2 separate regions of the Ovis aries genome follow, and region 2 is linked to region 1. Evidence: chromatin contacts called from public Hi-C data. All regions are on one chromosome and are shown on one strand. The core of a region is the stretch at or near the end of the contact, and the rest is flanking DNA. Distances in the headings are between cores, read along the strand shown.

Evidence for each region. A called contact is a pair of places that touch in the nucleus more often than the background predicts.
Region 2: a contact with region 1 is called in a Hi-C map of muscle, with 5 times the contacts expected there. The contact joins the promoter of SMC3 here to the promoter of SMNDC1 in region 1. A contact is called at or near these places in 14 of 16 Hi-C or Micro-C datasets (blood, hypothalamus, liver and 7 more).

Annotation. Positions count from the first base shown.
Region 1 is chr22:30,418,516-30,425,614 of ARS-UI_Ramb_v3.0, forward strand. It overlaps SMNDC1 (survival motor neuron domain containing 1), which reads right to left and starts at 2,532. Exons shown (of 6, transcript XM_004020187.5): 1 at 2,324-2,532; 2 at 1,117-1,236. The coding sequence starts at 1,236.
Region 2 is chr22:30,644,782-30,652,065 of ARS-UI_Ramb_v3.0, forward strand. SMC3 (structural maintenance of chromosomes 3) reads left to right here and starts at 5,355. Exons shown (of 28, transcript XM_060404450.1): 1 at 5,355-5,493; 2 at 6,492-6,567. The coding sequence starts at 5,479.

The DNA of each region.
Region 1 (7,099 bases), core at 1,282-3,781:
TGTGAATCTGGACCCCATTTCAAATAAGTTTTGCTTGTTTGCAGTTCTACTATCCCTAAAATATTGATCATTTTAATTGGCAAGAGGCTGATATAAACAGAGAGAAATGATATGTAGTATGAAGATGATTCGAGTTGTTTTGAATCAGTGAAGATAAGTCATCTAATCAAAACATCTTTTAAAACTCTCCAAAAAATCAGATTCAGAATTAGATGAAAAGCCATAGATATTTACAAATATTATATATGGTGTTTTTATTAATCAACCTAGGGTTGTGAGAAATAATAGATATTTACTTCTATGGCTTTATGTTTGTCTTGAAACCCCAGAGGAAGTTTTAAAAAGCCGGTTTCATACTTACTGCTCTTCCAGGACAAAAGGAACACATTAAATCCAGGTCGTCTTTTTACATAGATTCGGTTTAATTTCAAGTTGCTAATAAGTGTCAATAATTACATATAAGACCTAGCCTTAAGTTCAAACATTATGTAACATTTATGCAGAAAACAAACATCTCTTTAGGCATTTTTATAATGTGTTTTCAACACAGGCACTAGAGCTAGCTTTGTTACACTTACACACACACACAGGATCTCTGGCATGGGTGCTCTATTTCATTTTCAAAGAAATCTTGTGGCACTGAAAAGAATCTGATATAATCTGATTAAGCTATATTTTCCTCTTTTAATTTTAGTTACCCTTTGAAGTAAAATTACTTTTCCAAGTCTTTACAAACAGAAACATTATCCACTGTCAAGTTATATGTACCTCTTTTTCTAGAGTGATAGTGACTTATTAGCTCTTACTTTTATTTTTTTTAATTTTTTTATTTTTTTAGCTCTTACTTTTAAAAATTATAAGAGCATATAAGGATGACACAACAAAGAACAATGTTTCAGCTGTTTTGATGTACACAAACTGAGGAAGCAACCCTTCTCTTAGAAGCCAAGTATGCCTCTGTGGGTGCACACATGTACACACAAGGGGTGTGAAGGGGAGAAACACTCCCTCCAAAGGTATTATGGGTACCCATAGATTCTAGGCAATAAGCCACTTATAAGCCACAGAAATACTCTTTTCAAGCAATGAAGCTATTATGTATTGCCCCATACTTACTTGTAAATCTTTCTTTAATTTTAGTAAATCTTCATTTTCTCCATTTCCAGACAGCGCAGCCTCAACTTGCTGGAGTTGAGCTTTGTAGCTTGCCAGCTGCTTTGCTAGATCCTCTGACATCTGGTGAAAATAAAGAATAAAGTCATGAAAACAGAACCAAAAAAACAAAACATAAGAGAAACATTTTTTTCCTGTCGGCCTGAATTAACCCTTACCCATTTTGTTCCCAACTCATCATAATTCACTGCAGCATAATTTATTACTACTAGTATTCTGAAGATTATAAACATGTAAGATACATTCCATATAGAAACAGAAAACGAGATAAGAGGAAAAGGGAGAATAATTTCTAATTTTCTTTAAACTATTAACAGGGAAGAGACATTGTGTTAGGCTCAAGGAACAGGACTGTTATATCACATCACCAAAAATTAAAATAGAAGGCACTAAACTGTTGAAAGATTTGAGGCTTCCAATTTTTAAGGGCTAAAAAGTACTTCGAAAGCCAAATATAAATGGCTTTTGGATTAACTACGACTTTCTCCACAAGAGTTATAATGCGTGTGTTCAGAAACTTCTCCACACTGCAAAAATCTTTTCACGCAGTCACTTAAAATACTGCCAATGTATTTTTCTGCAGTAAAAGAAACATCACAGATGCTCTCCAATTTAGGCAATCTAAACTACGGGCCTTTCACTAAATCCAGCTCGTACTTCTCCTGAAAATAAGGCCGGAGAGAATTCTTTCTCGCTTTATTAGCAAACGTACAGGGTTTCCGAGACCGGTCTGTGTAACAAATCCCGGCCAACCGCAGCCCAGAACCTGGAAGTACTTCAAAAGGGTTGGTGCAAGCCAGGCTGCTTCCCTTCAGTCACCCTACACCTCAAAGCCCGCCACAACTAGCTCGACCATCTCAGACCTCGAAATTCCAACAACTTCCAAGGAAACCGAAAACAAGAACGGAGCCGAGGCCCCAGGAACCGGAGCCCCACCCGCAAACAGGCTCCGCACAGAAGGGCCGAGGGCGTCCTTAAGATGCCTCCCGCGCCCAGCCCAACCCCGTTCAGGGACGCTTGGGCTCAACTCTGCGTGGAAGAGGAGGCCGGCGCCCGCGCGTCTCCACTGCGGCCTCGGCCTCTGGCCTCCGGTTCAACTCGTGAGAGGTCGAGGCCCAGCGAGGCCTCACTGTCTCCCTCATCGCGTTACCTTGTGTGGGGTTGGGAGAGTGGCGGCGGGAAGGGGTAGGGGGCAAATGAGCCCAGCGGTGGCAGCAACAGCAACAGCAGCAGCAACAAAACAGTCCGCGTCGACAACTAGTTAACCCGGGCTAGAAATTCGGGTCTCAGCCGGGAGTGAACTGGGGAGAACCAAAGCCGGGGACTGGAAAGAGGTATAGAAGAGGCGGGTGAAGTCTCGCGAGAGGTTAAAACTCCTCGCGAGATGTCTCTCGATTCACGTGATTCCTAGTGCCCTCTAAGCCGCCGGTCCTTAATCACGTCAGGGACGTGAAGTGGACCGCGCCGGGGTCGGGGACGGGGAGCGGGGAGGACGAGGTGGGAGGGGGGAAAGGGCGGATAGGTAGGAAATGACGTACTGGGATGCGCCAGGCGCCGGATGTAGGTTCGTCTTCTGTTAGTTCCGGCTCGGACTGGGGAGTCCGTTTGTTATTTTAGGTCTGGGCTCAGTCCGGCGGATCCTGAGGTTCTCAGGGTGCTGGGTGGCAGGTTTAATACAGAATTCTTCCTAGAGGCTGGTTCTCAGAATTTGGTCCCAGCACCATCAGCATTGCCTGGTGTTTATTTTTTACAGTAATTTATAATTTATTGCAAAAATAATACACTATAAATACATACTTTCAACACCCACCGCAGACCTTTGAATCAGAAACATTGAAGATGGGCGCAGCAGCCTATTTCAGTAAGCCTTGTAGGGGATACCAATGTCCGCTCGAGTGTGAGAACCACTGCTTCATATTAATAGAATAGTAAAAGTCCTAATGGCATCAGAAAGCTGATTAGATTGTGGCAGAACCTATTGGACAGTAGATTAGATTATTTAAAACCTATTTTGACTTTTCGAGGGCGGTTACCCAGGCTGTGGACCGCCCCAGGAGCAGGAGCTGTGTATCCTCCCCTTTTCCGTTTACCGTTGTAAACAAAGGCCTTTCCTACCATTAAAAAATATATATATATACCTTTTATAAGCACTTCCTGGTTTTAATTAGGTTATATAATGCCACCCGCAAGGGAACAGTCTCCAAGTTATAATCTTGAATATAAGCAGATTGTGTAAGCACTTAATGTTTAAAAAGAGATGTGTTTTAAGTGTAATAATATATACTATTTAGGGACGGATATACAAATCTATCTAGAGATTTGCAGTGGAACCCAAATGTTTTCACTGATTATCCTTCCTACTTTTAATCTTTCCCCCATACGCATGTAGTTTTCTCCAATTTAAAAAAAAAAAAAAAACTACAACAACTAAAAAGACCTGAGACACGAAGAGGCTCTATGAATGCCAGGAAAGAAAATTCCCTGTTTTGTTTTGTACAAACGCACACATCCCTCATTGAGTCAGAGAACCTGTAGAGATGAAACTAGGTCAGGTTTGTGGCAGTCAACTTGTAAGAACTGAAACTGCTGCAGAGGGCAGCCACCTGTAGCTGGAATGAAGAGGGAAGACAAACCAGAGGGGATGCCCTTTATTAAAAATATGTTAAAAACACGATGTAGTTTTTGACAGTTGCTCTTATTTTAATTGTATATTTTAAGAACTAACGCCAGGAGGATCTTCCTTGAAAATAAATTTTACAGCTGTGTAAGTTTGCCACATAAGAACTCTTCATGAACCCCTAGATCAGAGAATAGGAAAATATGTATAAGCTCCAGTAAAGTTTTTTGATAACTTTTTGTTTTTAGGATTGCCTTTAATCTCTCCTTCTGTGCAACATAGAATATATTTGGAAAGAAAAGTTATATTGAATGTTATTAGTTCTCACAAAGAGAGAACAGTTGTGTGTGCCAGGCAGCATTATAAACTACATGTATTCATTTATTTTTCACTATGATTTGGTGTATTTTTAAAGACAAAACTGAAGCAAGTATAAGCTTTGACTAAGCCTGCTACTTCAAATAGGTGTTCTGACTTACCACCTCCTTTGAAGTGTCAAAATCCTCTTTCAGTGTCGGATTTTTCTTAAAACATTCTGACTCAAAATTTAATCATGTTTATTTTTCAAAAACAACAGTATCAAAAACCTTTAGTTCTTTAAACCTGGTATTTATTTTATTGAACTCAGTAAATAAAGTTTAAAGATGCCACAGCTATTTCCTTTCACTCCTAAAGAAAATTAAAGCATAGCCATGCCTTTGGAATGCACTAACTCTTTGCAGAGCGTAAACCTATGCGCTAAATTCATATATTTATACATGTTGGTTAAATGGGAGGTTGCATTCTTTAGCTTAGCTTTTGTTATATCCCTTCACTGAAGTAGCCCCAAATTTTCCTACATTTTTGCTGTCTATACAGATGCCTAATGTGATGAGAGATGTGCACATAGTAATAATAACTATACCCTTTGCCCTTTTTAATCATAAGATGTGTTTTGAATGTTTACATGGGGATTTGTCTCAGGGCAAGCTACTGGCTTTTTCTGCCTATTGAGTAGTTTTGGGGGTACAATGCATTCAGAACATATTCAGAATATGTTCTGAGGGTAAAAAGAAGAGAACCAAAAAAAGTCTCAAACATCACAGATTTATTGCTAATAGTAGTATTGGTAAGGTAAGATAATTTTAAAACTTTTATGTCTACTCTAGATAAAGTGAATAATTAGTAATTTTGTTAGTTAAAACTCTAATAAGAGGGAACAAATATTAAAGAAAATTCTTTTGTGAAAAGTCCTCTGGTGTTAAATTTGAAATTTGAATATATATATATTTATATATCTTAGAGGTAATGTTATCCTAGTGGAGTGTGCCCATATGTTGATATCTAAATACCATTCCCCATGAAAGAAACAGTGTTTCTTGGAGAAATGATGGAGTTAGGGTCTCAGGCCAGAAAAGTACAACAGTACAAACGTGAGCCTGAAACATCTTGCCATAAAACAAGAAAATGCCCCCAAATTCTTAGGATCAAGTCAAAAACTAACAGAACCCAGCTTGAGGGAACTGCATTGGCCAAAGATGAGTCAGTCTTGACATTAAAAGAATAATGACTATGATCAATTATCAAATCATTCAGTAAGTTCAGTTCAGTCGCTAAGTTGTGTTGGACTCTTTGCAACCTCATGGACTGGAGCATGCCAGGCCTCCACGTGCATCAGCAACTCCCGGAGTTTACTCAAACTCATTTCCATTGACTCGGTGATGCCATCTAACAATCTGATCCTCTGTCATCCCCTTCTCCCACCTTCAATCTTTCCCAGCATCAGGGTCTTTTCAAATGTGTCAGTTCTTTGCATCAGGTGGCCGAAGTTTTGGAGTTTCAGCTTCAGCATCAGTCCTTCCAGTGAATTTTCAGGACTAATACCCTTTAGGATGGACTAGTTGGATCTCCTTGCTGTCCAAGGGACTCTCAAGAGTCTTCTCCAACACCATAGTTCAAAAGCATCAACTCTTCGGCGCTCAGCTTTCTTTATACTCCAACTCCACATCCATACGTGACTACTGGAAAAACCATAGCTTTAACTAGATGGACCTTTGTTGGCAAAATAATGTCTCTGCTTTTTAATATGCTGTCTAGGTTGGTCATAACTTTTCTTCTAAAGAGCAAGCGTCTTTTAATTTTATGGCTGCAGTGACCATCTGCAGTGACTTTGGAGCCCCCAAAAATAAAGTCTGCCACTGTTTCCACTGTGTCCCCATCTATTTGCCATGAAGTGATGGGACCAGATGCCATGATCTTGGTTTTCTGAATGTTGAATTTTAAGCCAACATTTTTACTCTCCTCATTCACTTTTATCATGAGGCTTTTTAGTTCCTCTTCACTATCTGCCGTAAGTATGGTGTCATCTGCATATCTGAGGTTATTGATATTTCTCCCGCCAATCTTGATACCAGCCTGTGCTTCTTCCAGCCCGGCGTTTCTCATGATGTACTCTGCATAGAAGTTAAATAAGCAGGGTGACAATATACAGCCTTGACATACTCCTTTTCCTATTTGGAACCAGTCTGTTGTTCCATGTCCCGTTCTAACTGTTGCTTCTTGGGGGATTTCTCAGGAGGCCGGTCAGGTGGTCTGGTATTCTGATCTCCTGAAGAATTTTCCACAGTTTGTTGTGATCCACACAGTCAAAGGCTTTGGCATAGTCAACAAAGCAGAAGTAGATGTTTTTCTGGAACTCTCTTGCTTTTTCAATGAACCAGCGGGTGTTGGCAATCTGATCTCTGGTTCCTCTGCCTTTTCTAAATCCAGCTTGAATATCTGGAAGTTCTAGGTTCATGTGCTATTGAAGCCTGGCTTGGGGAATTTTGAGCATTACTTTGCTAGCATGTGAGATGAATCCAATTGTGTAGTAGTTTGAGCATTCTCTGGCATTGCCCTTCTTTGGGATTGGAATGAAAGCTGACCATTTCCAGTCCTGTGTCCAATGCTGAGTTGTCCAAATTTGCTGGCGTATTGAGTATAGCACTTTTACAGCATCATCTTTTAGGATTTGAAATAGCTCAACTGGATTTCCATCACCTCCACTAACTTTGTTCATAGTGATGCTTCCTAAGGCCCACTTGACTTTGCACTCTAGGATGTCTGGCTCTAGGTGAGTGATCACCCCATTGTGGTCATCTGGGTCATGAAGATCTTTTCTTGTGTAGTTCTTCTCTAGTTATTCTTGTCACCTCTTCCTAATGTCTTCTGCTTCTATTAGGTCCAAGCCATTTCTGTCCTTTATTGTGCCCATCTTTGCTTGAAATGTTCTCTTGGTATCTCTAATTTTCTTGAAGAGATTTTCTTTCCCATTCTATGGTTTCTCCTCTA
Region 2 (7,284 bases), core at 4,105-6,604, 230 kb after region 1:
GTGTGCATTCAACAATTTGAAATGAAGAAAAAGCAAAAATACCTTGCTACCTGTATTTTTTTGTGTGAGTTAATCTGTCACCGTCTTGAGCTAGTTGCTGAATTTGTCCAACTATGAAAAATGATATTTGATATACCTAGACATGATTTACCCATAATTTCTAAGATTCTTGAGAGTTTTGCACTATTTTCTAAATCTTAGCATCCCTACTTTATTAGGCACAAGGGACAATGCTTATATGGGAAATTTTCAACCTCCATGTCTATCAATTTTTTAAAATTCAATAATCTTCCAGAGTTCTCTTTAAGTTTTGAACTTATTCTTTTATCTTCTTTGTAAATGCTACCTAAATTTGATGTTTATTTATTAATACAATTTTTACAGGCTACACTTCACTTATATTACTACAAAACACTCGCTACATTCCCCATGTTGTACAATATATCTTGCAGCCTATTTTACACCCTGTACCTTCTACTACCCCACCTTCATATTGCCCCTTCCTCATTTCCTCGACAGCAAACTCTAGTTTGTCCTCTTTATCTGAGTGAGTCTGTTTCTTTTTTGTTGCATTCACTAGTTTGTTGTATTTTTTAGGTCTCACACATAAGTTACACATTGTCTTTGCCTGTCTAACGTTTCACTTAGCATGTTGTGTGTGTCGTGTGTGTGTTTAGTTGTTAAGTCCTGACTCTTCTGAGACACTATGGACCATAGCGTGCCAGGCTCCTCTGTCCATGGGATTTCCCAGGCAAGCACACTGGAGTGGTTTGCAGTTTCCTCCTCCAGGGGATCTTCCCAAACAAACCTACATCTTCTGTACGGGCAGGCAATAATGTCCTGTATGTCCATGCACATTGCAGCATATGGCAAAGTTTCATTCTTTTTTATGGCTGAGTAGTATTCCATTGTGTATCTGTGTGTACACACATATACATACATATATATATATATATACACACCACATCTTTAGCTGTTCTTTTATTGTTGGACTCAGGTTGCTTATAATGATGCTATGAACATTGTTGTGCATGTATTTTTGATTTGGTGTTTTTGGTGGAATCTTTTTTACATACATCTATTCAACCAGGAGTGGAGTTTCTGGGTCATACAGTAGTTCCAATTTTAGTATTTTGAGAAACCTTCATACTTTTTTCCACACTGGCCGAACCAATTTACATTCCTACCAAACAGTGTTGGAGGGTTCTCTTTTCTCTGCATCCTTGCCAACATTTGTTCTTTGTGTTCTTTTTGACGATAGCCATTCTGACAGGTGTGATGTGGTTTTTGATTGGCATTTCCCTGATGATTTAATGATGTTGAGCATCTTTTCATGTCCCTGTTGGCTACCTGTATTTCTTCTTTGGAAAAATGTCTATTCAGTTCTTCTGCTCAGTTTTTAATCAAGTTGTTTGTATCTTGATATTGCATTGCAAGAGCTGTTTACATATGTTGGATAATAATTCCTTATTAGTCATACCATTTGCAAATATTTTCTCCCATTCAGTGTACTTTTTGTTTTGTTGATGGTTTCCTTTCCTGTGCAAAAACTTTTAAGTATATTTAGGTCCTATTTGTTTATTTTTGCTTTTATTTCCTTTACTTTATGAGACAGATCAAAAAAAGAAAAAAACTTTCCTCAAATCTTCTTCCCAATCTTCCCACCCAATCTGTAACCCCAGGCAACTACTAATCTATTTTATGTGTCTATGAATTTGTCTGTTTTGGACATTCTGTATAAATGGAATCATACAATATGTGCTTTTTTGTTACTACATTCTTTCACTTAGCTTACATTTGAAAGATTCATCCATTTTTTTTTCCCTTGGCTGCACTTCATGAGTTCCCCAACCAGGGCTTGAACCCAGGCCACAGCAGGGAAAGCCCAGAATCCTAACCACTGGGCCACCAGGGAACTCCTTTGGTATTCTGTTTTTTCTTTTTCCCTTTGGTATTCTTAAGTGTATGTGTCAGTACAATCTTCAGTGTGTATCAGTATTACTTTTTATTGCTGAATCATAAGGAATGATGCTAAAGCTGAAACTCCAGTACTTTAGCCACCTCATGCAAAGAGTTGACTCATTGGAAAAGACTCTGATGCTGGGAGGGATTAGGGGCAGGAGGAGAAGGGGACGACAGAGGATGAAATGGCTGGATGGCATCACTGACTCGATGGATGTGAGTCTGAGTGAACTCCGGGAGTTGGTGATGGACAAGGAGGCCTGGCGTGCTGCGAATCATGGGGTCTCAAAGAGTCGGACACGACTGAGCAACTGAACTGAACTGAACTTTATTGTATGGATTGAGCACATTTTACTCATCTACCAGTTGATTGACATTTAAGTTATTTCTACCTTTTAGCTGTTAAGAATAACGCTGCTATGGACATTCATATACACATTTTTGTGCGGAAGTTTTCATTTCTCTTGCATATATACCTAGAAATGAAACTGTGAGTCATGTGGTAATTCCACATCTAAATTTTCGAGGAACAAAGTGGCTGCAACATTTGACATTCCCAGCAGCAGTAAGACAGTTCCAATTTCTCCATATCCAAGCTAACACCTGTCATTGTCTGTCTTTTTTATTCTAGCTATCCTAGTGCGTATGAAGTGGTAGCTGACTGTGGCTAATGATGGTGAGCATCTTTTCATAAGTTTACTGACCACTTGGGAAAACGTGTATTCAAATCTTTTACCCATTTTTAAATCAAGTTGTCTTCTTATTGTTATTGTAAGAGTTCTTATATATTTCAGAAACAAGTCCCTTTTCAAATATATCAATAAAATTCACAAGTATTTTCTTCTTGTTTTATTTGTTTAGATGCACAAAAGTTTTGTTTTGTTTTGGTTTTCCAGCTGTGCTGAGTCTTTGTTGCTGTGCACAGCTTTCATGCTTTTCTCTCCAGCTGCAGAGGGTGGTGGTGTGGGTGGCGGGGGGAAGTTGCTACTCTTTCTTGCACTATGAGGGCTTCTCATTGTGGTGGCTTCTTTTGTTGAGAAGCACAGGCCCTAGAGTGTGCAGGGTTCAGTAGCTATGGCTTGCAGGCTCTAAAGTACAGGCTCAGTAGTTGTGGCATACGGGCTTAATTGCTCCAGGGCACATGGGATCTTCCCAGACCAGAAATGGAACTGGTGTCCCTTGCATTGGCAGACAGATTCTTAATCACTGGACCACCAGGGAAGTCCCTGCACAAAAGTTTTCATAGAGTATAAATTATGTTTCTTTCATCGCTTGTGCTTTTAGTGTCATGTTTAAGAAACCATTGCCTGATTTATAGTCACAAAGATTTACTCCTACATTATCATCTACGATTTTCTATTTTTAGCCCTTACATTTAAGGAGTCTATGGTTACAGCTAAGACCACCTTGTTCCTAGGAGTGAAATAGGCAGCCAGTTGTGGTAGAGGTTCATTTACATACTATATTAGATTAGGTTTAGGTGAGTGGAGGCTGATGTCAGTCACCACAGCAGAAAAATCACAACCTTTCACCCAGTTTATAGACTTTAGCCAGATCCCACACCACAGCCCATAAACCGAACAGAAGGCTGGGTCCTGAGCAAGGTGTATTCCTCCTGCAAATATATTCAGTATATTTATTCCTCCAATCTGACCCTGAAAGTTATCAGAGTAACTGACCCATCGGAGAAAGGGAGCAGTTAGATTTTTGAGTGTTACTGAATCCAGGCAGGACCCTGGGGGCCCTGCCTCATACCAAAAACCTGTGTCTCCCATTTCTTGTTTGTAAGAAAAAGGCTTCAGCCTCCTAGATTTTCCCTGGATTCCAAAGGGGATACTCAAAGTTACTAACTAGGGGAGTGAAGGAATGTAGAAAGAAATTAAAAGGAGGCAAGAAACAATAGAGCAGTGATGGGGAGGGGTCCTGGTTCTTTTTCAAGGTACACACACTACAATCTGGTACACATCTCTTGAGTTCTTCTACAGGCACTAAGTCCCCCAGGCAGATCAAGAACGGTAAATGAAGGCTGAGCGCAAGCATGTGGACCCCCGACTGGCTGGAACAAGAGGGCTAATTGAGAGTCCTGGAATATCACCGTTACTATACCAGGTCACACACCTCTGCAGCCCTTCCTCCAAAATTTGCTTATCAAAACTCTTCCCAGAAAACCATTGGGTAGTTTGTGCTTTTTGAACATAAGCTGCCCCATTCTCCTCGCAATGAATCTTTCTCTGCTCCAAACTAAAACTTTTCAGTTTGTTTGGTCTCATCACGGAAGTAATACTCAAAGTCGCAAAAACCAGCGACTTCCATCTCTTCTCCTAAGGGCCGGTTTGACTTTCCTAAAAGTGGTATGTTTTCCCTGAAGTGCTCTTTTTCTTTCCCTTGCCTCCTCTAATAAGTCATTTGTTTTCCCTGAAGTGTCCCTGTCCTCTTCATCTATTAAAAAGGTACATACATAAAGTCTTCTTCCAGCACCAAGAGGCGTTGACAGGGACGAAGTTAGTCATTTGAAATAGCTCAATGTAGAAATAATCAGCGCTAGAACTGTCCGCCGTAGCGGGACGGGTGGCGAGGACCGACCAACTTGAGTGCTGAGTGGCAGGTAATTTTACAGCGGCCCAGAGATCCGAGTTTTTCTCCTGCGATTGGTGCAGATCAGATACGCCCAGGGTTGCCACTAGCACCTCCAAGCTTTTAGGCTGTTAGGAAAAAAAGGGGGGGAGGGGTTTTAATCTTAAATAAATCTTTGCGTTCCAGTTGTCCAATCTGCCTAGATTTATACCAATTGGCAGAGCAGTAACAGCTCTGGGATATTAATAACTATGACATTATTAAAATTAATTTTCTAGCGTCAAGTCCCTTTGGGGCTGTCCTGAGAGTGGGGAGTCCAGAGTCAGCGGGGGCCATTCTAAGTTACACAAGAGAGAGAATAATAGAGGACCAGGGGTTCTGCCCCCCGAGTTTCCCCCCAGGTCGTGTACACTACAGGTTCGGGCAGCCGCGCCGCCCGCCCCAGCTCGGTATTTCCAAACAGCGCGAGACCACGGGGCCGTCAACTCGCACGGCTACTGGCGCTTGGACACCCTCTCTCAGCTTTGGCGCCGAACCTTTCGCCACCTTGTGGCCGCAACCATTGGCTGCCCGCTCGGAGGGTATACAGGTCAATCTCACGACCAAGGCTTTTCCGAATGAAGTTTCCGACTACTTCTCAGGGAAAATTCATTGAAAAATTGAGGAGTCACATGAAATTCAGCTAGCGACATCGCAGAAGGCTCTTTTGCTAAAAATACAGAGCAGATCTGACTCTGATTCCCCCCACGTTCCGAGGGAAGCTGCGAGGGTGGTTCCGTCCGAGGCGGGGACTCCGCCTCCATGGGCGCCGCCATTTTGTTTGGCTCGAGGGGTGCAAGCGGCGCCTTGGGGGGTGGGGTCGTTTAGGCGCCTCACCTAACCCCGCTGCCGAGTTGTTGCTGCTCGCCGGGAGCCCTTCTCGCCGGCCAGGGGCACGGAACCATGTACATAAAGCAGGTGAGGCCTGTGCGTCCCTCCCGCCCCTCAGGGGCTCGTGAGGACAGCTCCTGTCGGGGGTGTTGCTTCTTGCAGGGTGGCGCGGGGCTGGACAGGGACTGTGGGGGAGGGGCGCAGCTCGGGGCGCCCCTTTGCAGCCCGAGCCGCCCCTTTGCAGCCCGAGCCTCTCCGCAGGGCGCTTGTCTGAGGGAGGCGGGCTCTAGCGGAGAGAGCTGGAGGGGCTGGCGACGTGGGCCTTTTGGAGGGAACCGGGCCCTCCCGGGTGGACGAGAAGCAGCTTGGTCCTGTGGGGCTAGGCAGCCCCCTCGCGAGCCTTTTGCGTGGCGTGTGTGAAGAGAGGGTGTCCCCGGCCTCGGGACGCCTGTGGGGTCCAAGCTGGGTGTCAGCTTAGCCAGGGGCCTCGCTCCTCCCCGAGTTACCGGAGACGTGAAAGGGTCCCTCCTTCCTGCAGAATGTGTAGCGCCTCCTCATTCCGTTGTTTACTTTCTGTCAAAATGGTCTTCCCGCGCTGGAGGCCACCCCGAAAATGAGCCCATTCACACTCGTTAAGAGAAGTTTCTCGGCTGGATGTGTTGGACTCGGAGCAGTCCTGTCCTGGATGGGCGGCTCTTTTTTGGTCAGAGTGTGACTGAAAGGGGCGCCCAGGACCGCTGAGCCCCCCTGCATACTTGATAAGACTTTTATCCGGCCCTCTGATGGTTAGTGTTCCAGCCAGCCTTACCCAGTGTATTTGATTTTGAGCGCTCCCTAACAGGTTACTAATTATAACTTCTCTTAAGCAACACTGGTAGTGGTTACTGATATACGGGCAGTTTTAAGAAGATTTTTAAATCATTTTCCAAGATAAATTTTTCTTCTCTGACATGGGAATTTTTCTATTTGGCATTAAATGGGAAACCAGAAAGGGAAGGAGGGCAAAAGGAAAATACTAGCTTAGAGGTTATTTCTTTTGGGGCATGTTATTTCTTTCTGAAAAAAATCTCTCTTCTGTTTGTTAGGTTATTATCCAGGGTTTTCGAAGTTATAGAGATCAAACAATTGTAGACCCGTTCAGTTCAAAACATAATGTTATTGGTAAGTGTTCATGGTTCACTCTTGTCAGTTTTCTGTCTACATAGTCGTTTAAATTTGCCTACATTAGGCTTAAGGAGACAGGAATTGTCTTAATATTACATAAATTTGTATTTTTTTTTCTGTGTGAATACTTTTATCTGCACTGATGAAATTGCTTCCTTTTTACGTTTAAAAATACTTGGATAAGACAGAGTATTCATTTTTATTTGGTAGCCTTGTGTGTATGTGTTTTAATAGATTTAAGTTTATAGTGAATGGCACTAAATTTAGCATTTCAGCTATTCTTGGTATGTCATTTCCTACTTTAAAAGTGGTCACTATTGCCTTATTTCAAAGATGACCATTCTTTATTCACAAATTAGGTTGTTCTAAGACATTTTTTTTTCCCCATTATAATGTCCAAGGACAGACCATGCAGCTTGATAGGAAAAGCATAAACTTTGGATCATGGCAGAATGGGATTCAAATCCCAGTTCTGCTATGTATTCTTCAGACTTCCTGATGCTTCAGTTTTCTCACTTGGAAAGTGGAAATAATGATACATGTTTCTTAGGGCTGTTGGGAACATTAAATGAGAAAGCAATAATGTGAGGATAAGGGGGCTAATGGTGATTGTCCTTCAATATAATAATTAATATATAGGTTCTACAGATGATAGTGATACAGACAGCAGGTGTTTTCTGACCATCTGCTGAGTTTTTAAAGAACAGATTAAAT